Regions from separate parts of the Oryzias latipes genome. Here region 2 is linked to region 1. The links are chromatin contacts, called in public Hi-C maps. All regions are on one chromosome and are shown on one strand. Each heading gives the region's core, a stretch centred on a gene start, on an enhancer-like site or on the middle of the called end of the contact. The rest is flanking DNA. Distances are from core to core; before and after follow the strand shown.

Region 1 (7,377 bases), core at 1,637-4,136:
GCAATGTTTTACGCCGGATGCCCTTCCTGACGCAACCTTCTCAAACCGGGCTTGGAACCGGCACAGAGGTAGATAAGGTTTTATTCAGAATTTACAGGATTCTTTTTTATTACAGTTACAAAAGTGTTATCCTTACATTTTTTTTTCAGTCTGTTTAAAGTCCTTTTATGATAAAATGTGTTAAAATGTTGCCTGTTCATGAGCTTCAAGTAAAAGAAATGATTAAAGTATTATTAAAGTTTTGTCACAGAAATGACAGTCTCTTGTAATCCCATAGCAATGCCCCCTGCTATCTTAGTGACATATGCTTCATTGTGGTTTTAAAATGGTACCATGCTGTGTTTTTTACACTAATCTCCAAAACCAGCTTTATGTAGGGAGTTTATGTATTAAAACCAGAGTCCTGATCATCAGATCACATGTATTAGATGACCATGCGAGGATTAGGCCACCACCTATTCTTTCAAAAGAGCCTTAAGAAAACATGGGGTCCCAATGAGGGGTTTTGATCTTCATGCAGAGACACCAGCTGCCCTGTCTGCCAGTTAACTATGGGTGACAAGGTAATAACAAGAGAGGTTTTGTACCAGTTTTGTATCAACACATTCTCAGTATGCTTGTATATTAAAAAAAAAAATGGAAAAAGTGTGAGTCATTTGCAGACCTCATGGTGATAGTTGAAATTATGAGAGCTCCTCACTTTTTGGCCCTAATGTGTCAGTTTAATGTTGCATCATCTCCACCATTTAAATAACCTTGCTAAATAATGATGCATATTCAAATGAATTGTGGGATTGCTTCTAATTTTCCTGCATTCAGTTCCATATCAAAGCAACAGCTGAATGCGGGATGACATGCCAGTTTTGAACCAACGGCATCCTGGCTGAATCAGATGGAGCTCTTCCCTAAGGATACTATTAGGAGTAGCGACTATATCTTTCTAAGAGGTGGTGAGAATATGAATTTGTTCTGCCCCATTTCCCCTTCTCTGCCCGCCAGACAAGCAATGCATCTCTGCTTCCAGGGAGCACGGATGGCCCATGCCTTATTATAAATACATAACAACTGTGTTGAATGTGAATGCATGAATGTGGATTCTGGCCATATAGCTGGTCTCTCGACGTTAAAGCAATAAAATGGGTCATAACGTGCTTAACATCGGTGGGCCTTGAGATCTCTGGATATTTTTAACAATTTTTTATTTTCTATACATTATACAGTGAGGCAAAAAAGTATTTGGTCAAGTACCAATTTTGCAAGTTCACCCACTTTAAACAATGAGAGAAGCCTGTAATTTTCAAATTTTTAAATTTCTGACTCTCACAGACCTGTAACTTCTTCTGTTGGAGGATCCAATGTCCTCCACTCATTATATGTATTGATGGCACCTGTTTGAACTAGTTATTTATATAAAAAAACACCTGTCCACAACTTTAGTCACACTCCAAACTCCACTCTGACCAAGACCAAAGAGCTGTCTAAGGACACCAGAAACAAAATAGTTGACATCTCAGGGGTCTGCTTATGTAAAACGGCATTTGGATGAAGTATTTGAAGTGTTTATGAGCAGTAGACTTTGAAAGGCAACACATTTTCCTCATAAAACATAATTTCATTCATTTAGTATTTTAGGCTTCATCTTCAAATGTTCTGGCTTTAACGGATGAAGGAAGCTGTTCTATTCCAATCTTTCAGTGGGGGGGACATTAGTAAAGCAACGTATTCCCATCTAGCTCAAAAGAAAACAAAAATCTGAAAAATGGTCCCAAGCAAAACAAAGAAAAATGATGTCTATGATTTTGAACTGATATATGTAAAGCTACAATATTTACAATTAAAGTCAAATCTAAAAGATCAAAGTGGACAAAAATTTGTTTTGCCTTGGGCTGGTAAATGTTGGAATGATCATATAAAACTTTATCTTTATCCCACTAACATGGATAATGTAATTATTTATTGTAATTGTCCATATGTACAGTGAGATTAAAAGCAGTCACCATATCAGTTCAATAAAGACACCAATATGATAAAAAAATTGACTGTTATTTGCAAAAATATGTGCAAAATATAAAAATGTACATAAACCACGAAATAGAAGCTATAGAATGTATGCAATGACTTAGAAAAAGTCTTGACCACATTTTCTGAAAATATAAGTTTACATTTCATTTGGTTTGGTTTGGACATGTTCAGAGGAGGGATAGTGGATATATTGGTAGAAGGATGTTGGAGATGGAGCTGCCTGGCAGGAGGGCAAGAGGACGGCCAAAGAGGAGATACATGGATGTCTTGACAGAGGACATGAAGTTGGCTAATGTTAGGGTAGAAGATGTTCATGATAGAGTGAGGTGGAAAAGGATGATTCGCTGTGGCGACCCCTGATGGGAAAAGCCGAAAGAGAAAGAAGATAAGTTTACATTTCATTCTTAGTGAAAGAGAACAAAGTGAAATGAGAAAGGGCTTTAACACAAATTGCATCGATGTAATACCAGAAATAATCGCTAGTTGGCAGCATTGTCCTTGAAATCTGGACCAGATGTTTATGAAGTCTACACCCTTGAGTTTTCTGGCACTTTACTTGATTTAAGAACAAACCTCTAAATAAATATGACCTAAATATACATATATTTGGTAATTGAGAAATTATTTTAAATGTTTTTTAATTTTATTGTCCTCACTGACCAGTAAGTACGTTACGTATTGACAAAGAACAGGTATGACAAAAATTTGAATGGGAATCGTCCAGGCTGTTTTTTTCTTTCTTATGTATATGAAGAAGAAGGAGGGGGAGGAGAAAGAGGCAGGTACATAGCCGGTAAGCCACGCCCCCACGGCGCCTCCGTTTTTCAATGGAAACAGGTGGGATTCCCGACTCCTCCAATCACGCCCTCTTTCCGTACCGCGGGGGCGGGGGCGGGGAGTCCAGATCCGGAGGCAGAGCCGACAAACTTCCACATTCAGAACAGAAAAAGTCAGGAAAACACGGTCCGCGCGCGCGTGACGCCTGTCCAACGCGTGTGATCAGCGCGGCTTCGCGGAGCTTTTAGCGGGATAGCAGTTCGCCGGAGTACCTGGGAAGTTGGTAGCACCGCCGCTGAGGCGCAGTGGGAGCTTTTGCTGCGATGTGGAGCCAGTGAGTGGATGTACAGGATCGCTTACCACCCGGATTTTTTTGAATCAAATCGGCCTGGTTTGTACTCCCGAGTTCCCCTGGAAGATTGGATTAATAAAAGACACACACAGTTGGAGAATGCCTGCGAAGACCAAATACAACCTGGTGGATGATGGACACGACCTGAGGATCCCGCTGCACAACGAGGAAGCGTTCCAGCATGGAATCAACTTCGAGGCAAAGGTGAAAAATACAAACTCTTGAAACGGAACTCGTTCCATTCCAATGTCCGCCTTTCGACACGAACGTGTCTGGCACAGAAGTTTCGAGTAAAAAAAAAAAAAAAAACTCCAGAAAAAAATGAAAGAAAAGAAGTCCGAAACTTCTGCTAGCTTAGTTAGTTAGTAGCTGAAGTTGTTAGTTAGCTGGAGGTTAAAGCTGCATGGTTCAGGTGCAGTTTGAGTCAGGATAACTGGAAACATAATGTTTGAGGCATTAATGTGCTGTACCTGTCACGTTTCACCCCTTCCACCCGCAGTACATCGGCAGTCTGGATGTGACGCGGCCGAGCAGCCGGGTGGAGATCGTGGCTGCGATGAGACGAATCCGGGTGAGTGAAGACAAAAAGTTAACGCTCCAGAAAACTTTAGCTTTTGCTACAATCGACGCTCACTTCAGAAAAGTGCTGAAGTGTCTAAACAATATTAATGCATGCTTAATTCCTCCCATATATATTACAGGATTAAGGGGTAAATTTTTAGTGTTTCAGAAACACATTTTCTATCTTTTTCATCAATTCACTCTTTCCAACTGGGATTCAAATGCCAAAATAAGATTTAAAAAAAAAAGATCCTGAGTATACTTCAGATGGTGAGAACAACAAATATGATGCCTCAGCTGATTTTCCTTACAACTATAACTTTAGTTTCTTTATCTCATCATAGCAGATCAAGCACGTTCATATATGTGACCTCTGCTTCTTCTATTGGTTAATCATGACCTTATAGTATAACCCCTCACAAACAGTCATATTTATATTCTCTTCTACCAAATTGTCAAATGATTGTCTTTACATTTATATGGAAATCTGGCAACATGTTTCTCAGTCAAAGGATAACTCAGGTGTCAGTCTTCTAGAATCCAAAACTTCATTTGTAATCAATCTAAAGATGCCAGTATCATCCGTCTTTTTTCATAACGTCCCTTATGCAGACTTTTCTGTGCGGACCCACTTTTGAAGAGCAATCCGGCTCCGTGATCCTAGTATTACTCCATTTATTACAGGTCCCGTTCCAATCATCATTCAAACTATTTTAAACACATTCCCAGTGGTGTTTGAATCACGATTATGCTGTTTTTAAACCCAAATTGAAAACTTCTGTTGAAAACGTTGTTTCTGCAGAGCTGCAGGAGTTCATTAAAAACTGAGTTGTGGGTGGGACTTGTTGGCGTGGAGTAAGCCCCTCCCCCCCAAACATTTTTTTTAATTGCGCGTCTGGAATATTAGCTGATTTTTCCCCTCACACAAGCCTTTTGGTCGCATTCCTTTCACCCATGCTTTGACACATTCACACACTGATGGTGGGAGAGCTGCCATGCAAAGTGCTAACAAGACCACCAGAAGCAATACGGGGTTCAGCGCCATGGTTGACTGTAGGCCGAGGAGGAGCCGCTGCACACCATCTTACATCTTTAACATGTTTCTAAAAGAAATGAGAGCTCTGTCAACGGTTGAAGAGGATGGATTTAAAGACGTGCATATCTTTGTGCATGGGTGAGAGGAAGTAGGGACGGGCTTATACTCCATGCCAACAACTCTCACCCACAACTTGACTACTGAAATAATCGTGAGTGACAGCCCTACACAACAGAAACAAAAACTCTAATGATTATGGATGTGTTGTGTTCTCATTGGTATCTTGACCCACATAATACAGATCTATTTATACTTTTTTCTTTCTTAATTTTTTACATTTAAATTAGTCGATTTTAAATAATAATTGAAAACCAATGATGGTTTGAATTAAATCTGCTATATTTGGTTGAGAAAAGACATAAAGTGGTATGCAGTGTACCTGGAAATGCTCAGCTTTGGTTTCAAATCGTCATGGTGTTGGCTCCTAAAGCGGTTTACTGTTTTGTGCTAGTCTCGCTCGGCAGGAGGTTTGCTCTCCAAAGTGCTCCATCACAGGTCTGAAGCCTCCTTTGAAGAGGTGTACTGAAGTGTGAGTCCCCCCCTTCTTCCCTCTTGCTTTTGTGTTGCCTGTGCAACGCCACAATTTACACTTTTTGTTGTTTTTAGCTCCAGAAAGTGGATTTAATCTTAATCAGCGGGTCTGCCAACTTGGCTGCACACTGTGTCTGATGTAAATGTTAGTGGAGGTGTTTGTGGAGGAGAAGGAGGGTCCCCACGAGAACATGATGCAGCCTTCTAAAAGCTCACATGAAGGCACACACAAAGCTGCACAGGGTTACAGCAGCTCATTTTTTTCTGTTTAAGGAATTTAAAGCAGATAAACAACAAGCTTGTCAAATCTGGTGATTTATGTTTTTATTTTTTCTTGGATGGCTGACCTGCTTTGTGTTTTGGTAGCCCTCCTTTAGCCGTGCGACGCCGGATGGATTCTGATGTTGAGGCTCACTCACAAGACATTTGGATGTTGGCACAGCTGAGAAGAAAGGTTCTCATTGCCCTTTTTTTTTTTTTAAAAGGAGCAGCCTCACTAAAATGTGGACCTCCCAGCGTTCAGCCATGGCAGCTGTTGTTGGCAGTATATAATGGGCTCTGGTTTGCCTCCTCCATGTGTGAAAATGGGCTAACACAGGTTTGACAACGCAGGGGAAGGGAATCACGGGTATCTCAGCAGGAAAGTAAATCGGTGTGGAAAATTCAAGTCAACACAAGCGGTGCTAGTGTTTTGGTTTTTTTTAGAACGCAGATTTTTCTGACAACCTAAAGTAATTTTTTTTTTTAAGAAAAGGGCTGCTTTTCCCCTGGTGTGTTGTGAAGTTTGCCCAAGACATTTATAGATCAGCTGAAAGAACAATAAGGCATACAGGTATATTGAAACAATTGTGAAAAAAACAATGGCTTTGGGTGTGTTTTTTTTTTTTGTATGGCAATAAACATATTTATAAGCTAACTCTGAGCTTTTTTCACCTCTTGCACAACTGCTTCATCGATTTGTCTTTAGGTTTCTGTTAGGGTTGTGCCGATGGACGATATCATCGTCCATCGTGATGGGTGACTGACATCCCAATGGAGAGACCACCATCGTGATGCCACGCCCCCGCCACGTTGCGCGTCGACACCATAAGCCGCGGTTACGACAAAAATATCTTGATGGAATCAATGGTCGGATTAGAATCCAACCGTGTAGATGGGCCCAGAAAAATGTTTTCAGAATATAAAAACGTTCACTAAGGTCACACTTTCCATCGGAATAAATCATTCGCACATGCGCAGTAGGGTTTGAAAACCGGAAGGATATAAATTCCGCCGAGCGGCTTTTTTTCCCCAAACTTTATTGAATGTAACAATTCAATACAAAACAATGTTAAACAGCGCCGAGCGGCTATATACATTGACATGTCAGCTCGGTAAAATACGAGATGATCTTCTAAACGTGCTTTTAATAATGTTACAGTTATTATGAAACACCTGTTCGCTCATCATTTGAATTTTAATCCGTGTGGTCACGAAGCCAGGATTAGCAGTATGCTAACACGGGCTAACAACATTAGCTTTGGGTGGTGCTGCTTGCTGGCTGCACGTAAACATGTAAGAATAACATCAGCCTTTATTTAGTCGGGACACGACTGGAAACACAAATCCGCGTGATTGTTTGAATGTTTTCTAAGGACTGAGCGACATTTCTGCTTTGAAGCTCAAACCGCTGTGTGTGTGCTGACGATCCGAGCTGTGCTTAGACACACACTTTTAGACCCGGTTCTGAGTTCGGTTGCTTGTACCCCTAGAGCTGCGGGACGGATCGCAGTTCTAAATCTCCCACACATAGCGCTCATGTAACCAAGCACCCCCCCCCCCCTTCCCCTCAAACACAAAGCTGTAAGTCCGCGCTCCGCCGGTCCACTTCACTAGTGAAGTGCGAGAGCGGACTACTTCTTTTCTATTTTGTTTGTTACTTTTTTTGTTAAAGTCACTTCCCTCAGTTTATACTGGATCATCGCGGATTAGTCATTAGTTGGGAAATAAAATGAAAAAAGCAAAAAAACGAATAGCAGTTATATAAGAACGAAAAATG
Region 2 (7,377 bases), core at 2,696-5,195, 96 kb after region 1:
CTTGAGCTCCTTGTAACTTCTCTGTTCCACTTCAAAACCTTTCATTTACACACTTGCTCTTTCAACTGCAACTGAACTTTATTCCTCTGTTTTCCAGAGCAAACCTCCACCTTCCTTAATGTTTCTCCACCTGCTCCCTGCTTAGTCACGTATTTTCTGCACTATGGGGTGCATCAGCAATGAATGGTCTGATTTGAATGCATGTCATATATAATGCACACCCGACTATAACATAATGCACACCCAACATTAAGTGAGACAAAAGAGTCAGTCATTCAGACTTTATTAACTGGATTTAAAGTATCTCTAGAATTTGTTTTTAACATGTTACACGTTAGCAGTGTTACAGTATTCACAAAACCTGTAACTCTCAACCAGAAACCAGACTGATGCTGCTAAAATAAATGTCTGTGACTATACTCTCTCAACCTTGTTAGTAACATGTAAAAAAAAAAACAGTCACTGCTACATGTTCGCTGCTTTAGCACATTTACCAAAACACCCAACCTTTTTTGTAACTTGTAAAAGAAACAGACTAACATTTTGACAGACCGCTCTGTACATCTCAAAATCACTTTGAAGTCAGTTAGAACAGCTAGAATTATTCCACTTATAAGGCATTCCAGATAATACAATATAATGTAATTATTCAGTAAAATGAAGACTTTTTAGCGGGCGTAATATTGCAGAAAATATGGTACAGATGACTATATCATCTGCAAACATCATGGTCCACAGAAATTCCTTTCCAACTTCAATTGTCAGTCTGTCCATCACTACAAATCAAGAAAGAGCTCAATGTTGATCCTTGGTGCAGTCTCACCTCCACCCTGAACCTCTCTGTTACCCCTAAAACACTTCTCACCAATTAATGTAGTTTATTGATATACTGCCTGTTCAGAACCAAGGTTGTTTCACAGTGCTACACAAACAGAAAAAAATCAATAATGATCCTTGTAATTTACTATTGTTTTAAGTCATCGTGACATTGAACAATTGAACTTTGCATTCAATGGTCTTGTGGAAGAGTGTCCACCCCGAGACTGGAAGGTCATGAGTTCAAATCCACATCCGACTCATACCAAAGACTCTGCTTGACACTCAGCATTAAGGAGCGTGGCTGTGTCTGCAGTTCACCACTCCCCCAGGGATGGGTCAAATACAGAGAACAAATATCACACACCTAATGGGACTTTACCTTTAACTGTTTTTATTTCCTAACTTAATGATTTGTTTGTTTTCTCCACATCTTTATTTGCAGTATCTCTTGCAGTTTTTTAATTTTTATTTTTTATTTTCATTTATGAATAATATCCAGCAAAGAGCATTACACATTCAGTGTTCTCCCTCCTGCAGGTTTATTGTTTTTTTCTTCTGTCACTTTTTCTCACATAATTCTTTCTTCTTTTGTTTATCTATGCTGCAGGATATTTATTTCTCCACAATCTCTTTCTCATGAAGTCTTTTTTTTTGGTCTTTTATGTCTGAAACTTGGTTATTTGCATATCTTCACTCACAAGATAGTTTTGTCATCATAGCATTTCATTTAATACCGAAGTTCTGTGGATCATATCACTTTTGATTTTTAAGGCGGCTTATTCTGCAGATCTAAAATGCGACGCTGCAGCTCTAAGATGGAAGAGGGGGTGTGAAAACTGATGTCTGATTTGATTTGATTTGATTGAATATGCGTGTGACTACATTTTCCTTCCCAAACTTTCACACAAATGAGGCAAAATGTTGGAAGTTTTTCCTTTGGTCTTACCAAATTCTAACTTTTCACTTTTTTATGTTAAACTTCCATTTGTTACCTATAGATTAAAGGTAACATTTAGTGGTGTTTATTTTTGTCTCACTTTTTGTCTTTATTTTTGTCTCTACTATAGTAGAAATAATGATAGGTGCCGTTACCAAAACCACCTTCATGATTATTTCTGATCAAATTTTTTTTTTTTTCAGGATTTTCTACGTTTCCCATGATTCCCAGGATCTGAAGATCTTTAGTTACATCGCCAGGGATGGACAAAGCAATGTTTTCCGCTGCAATGTCTTTAAGTCCAAAAAGAAGGTGAGAAATTGGAACAAAGCACATTTAGTGAGCCTAAAACTGAAGGTGCTGGACACATTGGTTAATTACTTTTTTAGTAATTGCCAACAATAAGAAAGGGAAGGAAAAAACAAAGATTAGTTTTATGCGTATTAGCACTTTATAGATACTTATGTTAAAGAAAGACTCTATTTAGTTTTCCAAGATCAGTTTTCTTCTGCATTTTGCATCAGAGAAGAATTGAACAGTTCTTATATGTTCTGGGGAAGTTTTTTTGTTGATGTCAACATCTGGCCTAATTATTCTTTTCTGTTTTTCCTTTTTTCTCCATAAATGTAAGTCACATATGTACCTTTATAATGCTCACTTTAAATTAAGAGGATTAATAAGAAAAGAATGAATTGGATCCAGTTGGATCCAGGATGTCAGTTAGAATTAAATGTTTTTTCCGTAAATCTGTCATCACGTTAGTGTTGCCATATTATTAAAGTCTGGATCTTTAAGGTAGTAAGTTATATTTAAACTTTTACTAGAAATAATAAAATTTAATAAAGTTCATAAATAACTTGAAGTAAAGTAATATTTTATTAACAATATCAATATAGAAAAGTCTTAATATTTGTCCAAGCCCCCTCCCCAAAAAGAATAAATATTAGAAATGGCATACAATTGCATACATTTATGCCTTCACTGAACAGCAACTGTTCGGTGTTTAGGTTAAGGCAGGTTACACCCTGGACAGTTTGCCAGTGACATGGCCAAACACAGACCCACTCACAGTCACTTTAAAGAGAAAATTGCAAAATTGACAATGAAAGGTTTTTTTTGGACTGTGGCAGAAAAGCATAGTGCCCCGAGAAAACCCTCCAATGCACAAGGAGAACATGCAAACTCCACACATAAAGGACCCAGCCGAGATTTGCACCAGGGCCTTTTCACTGTGAGGGCAAAATGCTAGCCACCTAAACATTGTGCAGCCCAAAATTTGAAAAAAGCTTTTCTAATATTAAACCAAAATATACACACATGTTATCTTTTTTCTTGTTTAATTTATAGGGAAATTATGATTGGCAGTTTTTTATTGGGCTTAGGCTTGCAATAAACCCTTTTAGGCATTTTAGATGCAGTGTGACATATAATTAAAGCAATACTTCAGAAGATTTGCACCTGGATATGTTTGGTCCCAAAGTCCATTGTAGGTCGCTTTGGTCCACTTCTGCAAGCCAGTCACAGCATGAATATGTCATAATCATAACTAGGCCTGAACACTGAAGGGAGCGATCACAGTAACCAAACAAACCACACTTTGGGTTTCATCATCATCTTTCTATGGATTGCCTGATATGAACATGCCCCAAAGGCTAGATTGGTTTCCCCACCCCCACCCTAATTACAGAAACTAGGTCAGAATCACACATCTAATGTTTACATTTATAGTTTTTACTTTGCTTTGTACTTCGGCCCAATATCTTCTTCCACTTTTGTGTCAAACACTAGCTTTATAAAGAGGTCTAGTGGCATTGTCAGTGTTTTCATAGTCTGTTTATCAAGTTCAAAGCAGTCTGTCCTCCCCTCAAAAAAAGAATGAAAGCGGTGCTTATGTCCGACCACAACAGCCTTCATGAAGGAAAGACTCTCGTCAAACACCTGTACTCCTGTCTGTAGTTTTCTCTTTGCTGCAATTTGATGGGTTGGGGTTTTACTGCATTAGACATGTTGCAGCAAAATGAGCAGTATAGACGAAACAAGAGCCTGGCCATGTGACGTGGTTGGTCCAAAAAAATGTGCTTCCAGTTTTTTCTGCCAATTTAGGGGAGTTGATGGGTTATTCCAGGGGTTAGCTGGGGGAGGCACACATTGGCTCATTATCTTTTATAGACGGACCCACACTGACAGTTGAGCACAAACACATGCTCACACACTGCTCATATTCTGAGCTGGAGATAAAATGGAAAGTGTCACATACCAGAAGGCTCTGGGGCAACCAGAGGCCCCAAAGCTGGAAACCAGTCTGCGTCTGTCATTATGCGTAGTTTCTAGACTCAACATGACTGTTTTTAATACAATATCAATGAGAATGTTTAGTTTTCTTGATTGTGGCTATTTTTGGGAAGCGGATTTGCTTACGTTTGATAGGAAGAACATTCTAAATATAAATTGTGATAAATATTTAGAAGAATTCTTTTTAACCCAAACATAAACTGTTAGAGGTAAGGAAAAAAAAGTTATCTCGTCGTATATTTATCTTAGAGACATTAAAGGGCTTTAGTGGATCACCACTTTTTACATTATATTTGTTTCTTTCGCTTCCTTTTTTCACACTGCCTGGGTCCCGTCTTTCTTCTCCCATTAACAGTTTAACCGGAAGCTTTCAAGTGATCAGGCCCTTTATTATGGTAATGTTAGGTGCATGGGATTGCCCTGAAAGTGTTGGACTGACTACTAATCGATGTTCTGGGGTCACGGAATGTGTGCTGTTGTGTGACATTTCTTAGGAGGATTTTCCTCCAGATTTGCAGCTGCAGTTTTAGCTTAAAGTGGAGTCAAGGGGTCAGGAGTGCCAGCAAGAAGTAGTGAACTTTTCAACTTGATAGTAAAAGCATTTAAAAAGTTTGAAGCCGTGGCTTAAAGAAAGGTTGGCAGTTTGAGTGTGCATGTCAAACTGTGATGTTTAAGGCATTGGTCCCTATTACGCTACCAAACAGTTTAATATCAGACTATATTTTTTACCAACTAGCCTGTACAAGGCTGAAGTGTCAGATTTCTACGTTTTTTTAAATGTATTTATTTTATTAAGCACATCCAGCTTCGCAAAAAACTGTTTCCTCCTTTCTAGCTTCCCTGGTTTTATTTAAAGTGTGTAGTGAAAGGGTTTTACAGCCTTAATACATCTGTAATCCTATTTGGAAAATTTCTCCTGTTGGGGGTTAGTTTTAGAACATAATGTATATATTTTTAGTTTCACAAACAAAACAAAAAGACACCCTTTCTTTCTCACTTTTCTCAGACATACAAGCACATTAACGTTTTACACTTTTTTTTTTTTTTTTGCATAAACTCTGGAAGTTCAAATCGTCGCAGAAAAACAAGTCTAGCATTATAGAATGAAATTAAAGATAACATTTAAGTTAAAAAATGTAAATAGTACTTCATGCTATGTTAATGAAACCCCAAAACAATACGCTTGAAAGAAAAAGAAATGCATTGAAGAAGAATATTCTGGAGAAAAGAAGACGGCCATTATTGTCGGTGGTAGCAATCTGAGCAAAGAAGTGAGAGCAAGTTTAAACCGTGAAAAAAAACCCAGTAAAGCTAAAAAAAAAAAAAAAAGAAACGCAACAGCAATACTTTATGAAAAGATTCACTTTTGCAAATTTAAGGTTTGCATTTGCAAAAACATTTTCTCTTTGCGTCACTCCAGATGTTTCTCTTTCAACTTTTTTACTTTTGATTTGAAATATCAAAACTTGGAACAGCTAGCCTCTCTGATTTAGAACAAATCTATCTCCATACCTCAGACATCCCAAGTAGCTGCAATAGCTAGATTTTTTTTACTGTAGAATATAGGGGAAAAAAACCTATATGTTTCTCAGAGGGGTCTATTGATTTGTGTATTTATTTTTCATAGGGTGTTTTGGATTACCTTTGACATTTTATCTAATCTTAGCCCCATCACCAGCTAGTCGCAGGTTTGAGTTTAAGTACAGTCTAAAGCTTGAAACTAAATGCTAAACAATCGTGCCACATTGTTTTTCTTCACTGATGCGCCTTAAAAATAAGGAGCAACTGAAAAATGTAAAAAAGAAACCATCCATCTTGTAGTTTTCAATTAGCTGCCAATCTTAATTTTTCAAAGTGATAGACAAGATTATGGTAATTTCAATTATTTTCTCGCCAGTGCTATCATTGGGCCAGAAAATTGCAGTAAGCAAAGCTAACCAGTGTTAGCTTTGGTGGCACAGACTGCGTGTAGTACAAGTGAACTTTGTTTTGCAGGGGATGCTGTGGCCTGAGATAACCGTTCCAGAACTTCAGCAGATCCTCTGGAATGGAAACAAATAGATCTGTGCTCCCTTTTGGCCACTTGGGATGCCTGTATCACTATCTCTCCAGTCTTCATATTTTGTCTGTGCCTTTAAGGCATTAATAAGCCAAACTTATAAAAAAAGACCATAAAAGATAATATGTTAAACTTGATTAATGAAAATCTTCTGGCAGCTGCCGTTTAATGCGTTTTTATAGCCATAAATATGCCAATGCCATGCTCATCCTAGCTTTTTAATCATAGGGTATTAATATTTATGACTGCAAATTATGAGAGAATAAAGAAAACTGAACACAAGGGTGGTGGATTTTATTTTTTATTTTTTTAAAGCTTTCTAGCTTAATTTTTTAAAACATCTATGCTTATTCTTCTAAAGGCGAAAGCTACTTTGTTTTGTTTTGTTTCTGTATGTAAAAGAGTTTCCTTTAATGTAGTAGACGTCTTACACTGATTTTTTAATAAAGATTCAAAATGTGAAATGTTTCTTGGAAAAAAATGACACATTAAGATTTATGCATTTAAAGACTATAGCTGAGCCCAGATGCTGAATGATTGTCTATAAGTGCTGCAGGAACTACTTCATAAATAAAAACCTGTTTCGAGCAGTTTATTTCAAACAAAAAAAGGTGAAACATCCAAGATCCCATATGAATTTACTTCACTTCATGTCCATTTTACGAATGAAAATGCACGAGACTGCAAATATGAGCTGTAGGTAATTGGATTCTTTAAACTGTATTGAAAATATGAGGCAGGGATGGGCACCTTTTTAGCAGATTGCCAGGAGTTAAAGACCTGCTGTGACACTCAGCGAATCATTCAGCCATTATTAATTTGTTCCTGTGTCTAACCAGAATCATGTGAAAGGATCGGGGAAATTAAAACACATTTTCTTTCAACCCGACTTAATGAGTTGTTCCTCTATGAACGACATGGCGTCAGAAGAACCCACCAGATCTGATTGTTATTGCTATGTTGAAATAAACACATATCGCAGCAGAAAATAATGGGCACTTATTTTGCCAAGTGTTCTTTTACAAAAGCAAATCAAATAGAAGAAATATGAACAGGAATCATGCAAATTATGGTTTTGTTTTGTAGAACCATGTCCAACAGAAATGACTTGTTTTATAGTTTCTGTTGGATCCAGTTTTTAGATGCTTTTAAAAAAAAAATATCTTGACTTCTATGTTTTTAGATTTGCTGAAATAATTTCTATTTAGTTGTTTGTCTGACCACTTCATGTTTGACTCATGAAGACTCTTCTATTGCCCTCCAGTGGCAG

What was found. Hi-C and Micro-C count contacts between places; a contact is called where the count stands out from the background.
Region 2: a Hi-C map of embryo shows a contact between it and region 1, with 2.3 times the contacts expected there. The contact joins the enhancer-like site here to the promoter of LOC101163480 in region 1. A contact is called at or near these places in 2 of 5 Hi-C or Micro-C datasets (both in embryo).

The regions. Positions count from the first base shown.
Region 1 is chr4:20,586,446-20,593,822 of ASM223467v1, forward strand. It overlaps LOC101163480 (carboxyl-terminal PDZ ligand of neuronal nitric oxide synthase protein), which reads left to right and starts at 2,887. Exons shown (of 13, transcript XM_023954384.1): 1 at 2,887-3,355; 2 at 3,651-3,722. The coding sequence starts at 3,251.
Region 2 is chr4:20,681,481-20,688,857 of ASM223467v1, forward strand. LOC101163480 (carboxyl-terminal PDZ ligand of neuronal nitric oxide synthase protein) reads left to right here. Exons shown (of 13, transcript XM_023954384.1): 5 at 1,960-2,068. Among protein-coding and RNA genes, the nearest start is that of LOC101163480, 96 kb to the left of the region's middle. Within about 2 kb of position 3,946, at least 3 of the 8 cell types and tissues checked have an H3K27ac peak or open chromatin away from gene starts, as enhancers often do. A contact at or near this core is called in embryo, where this site is marked.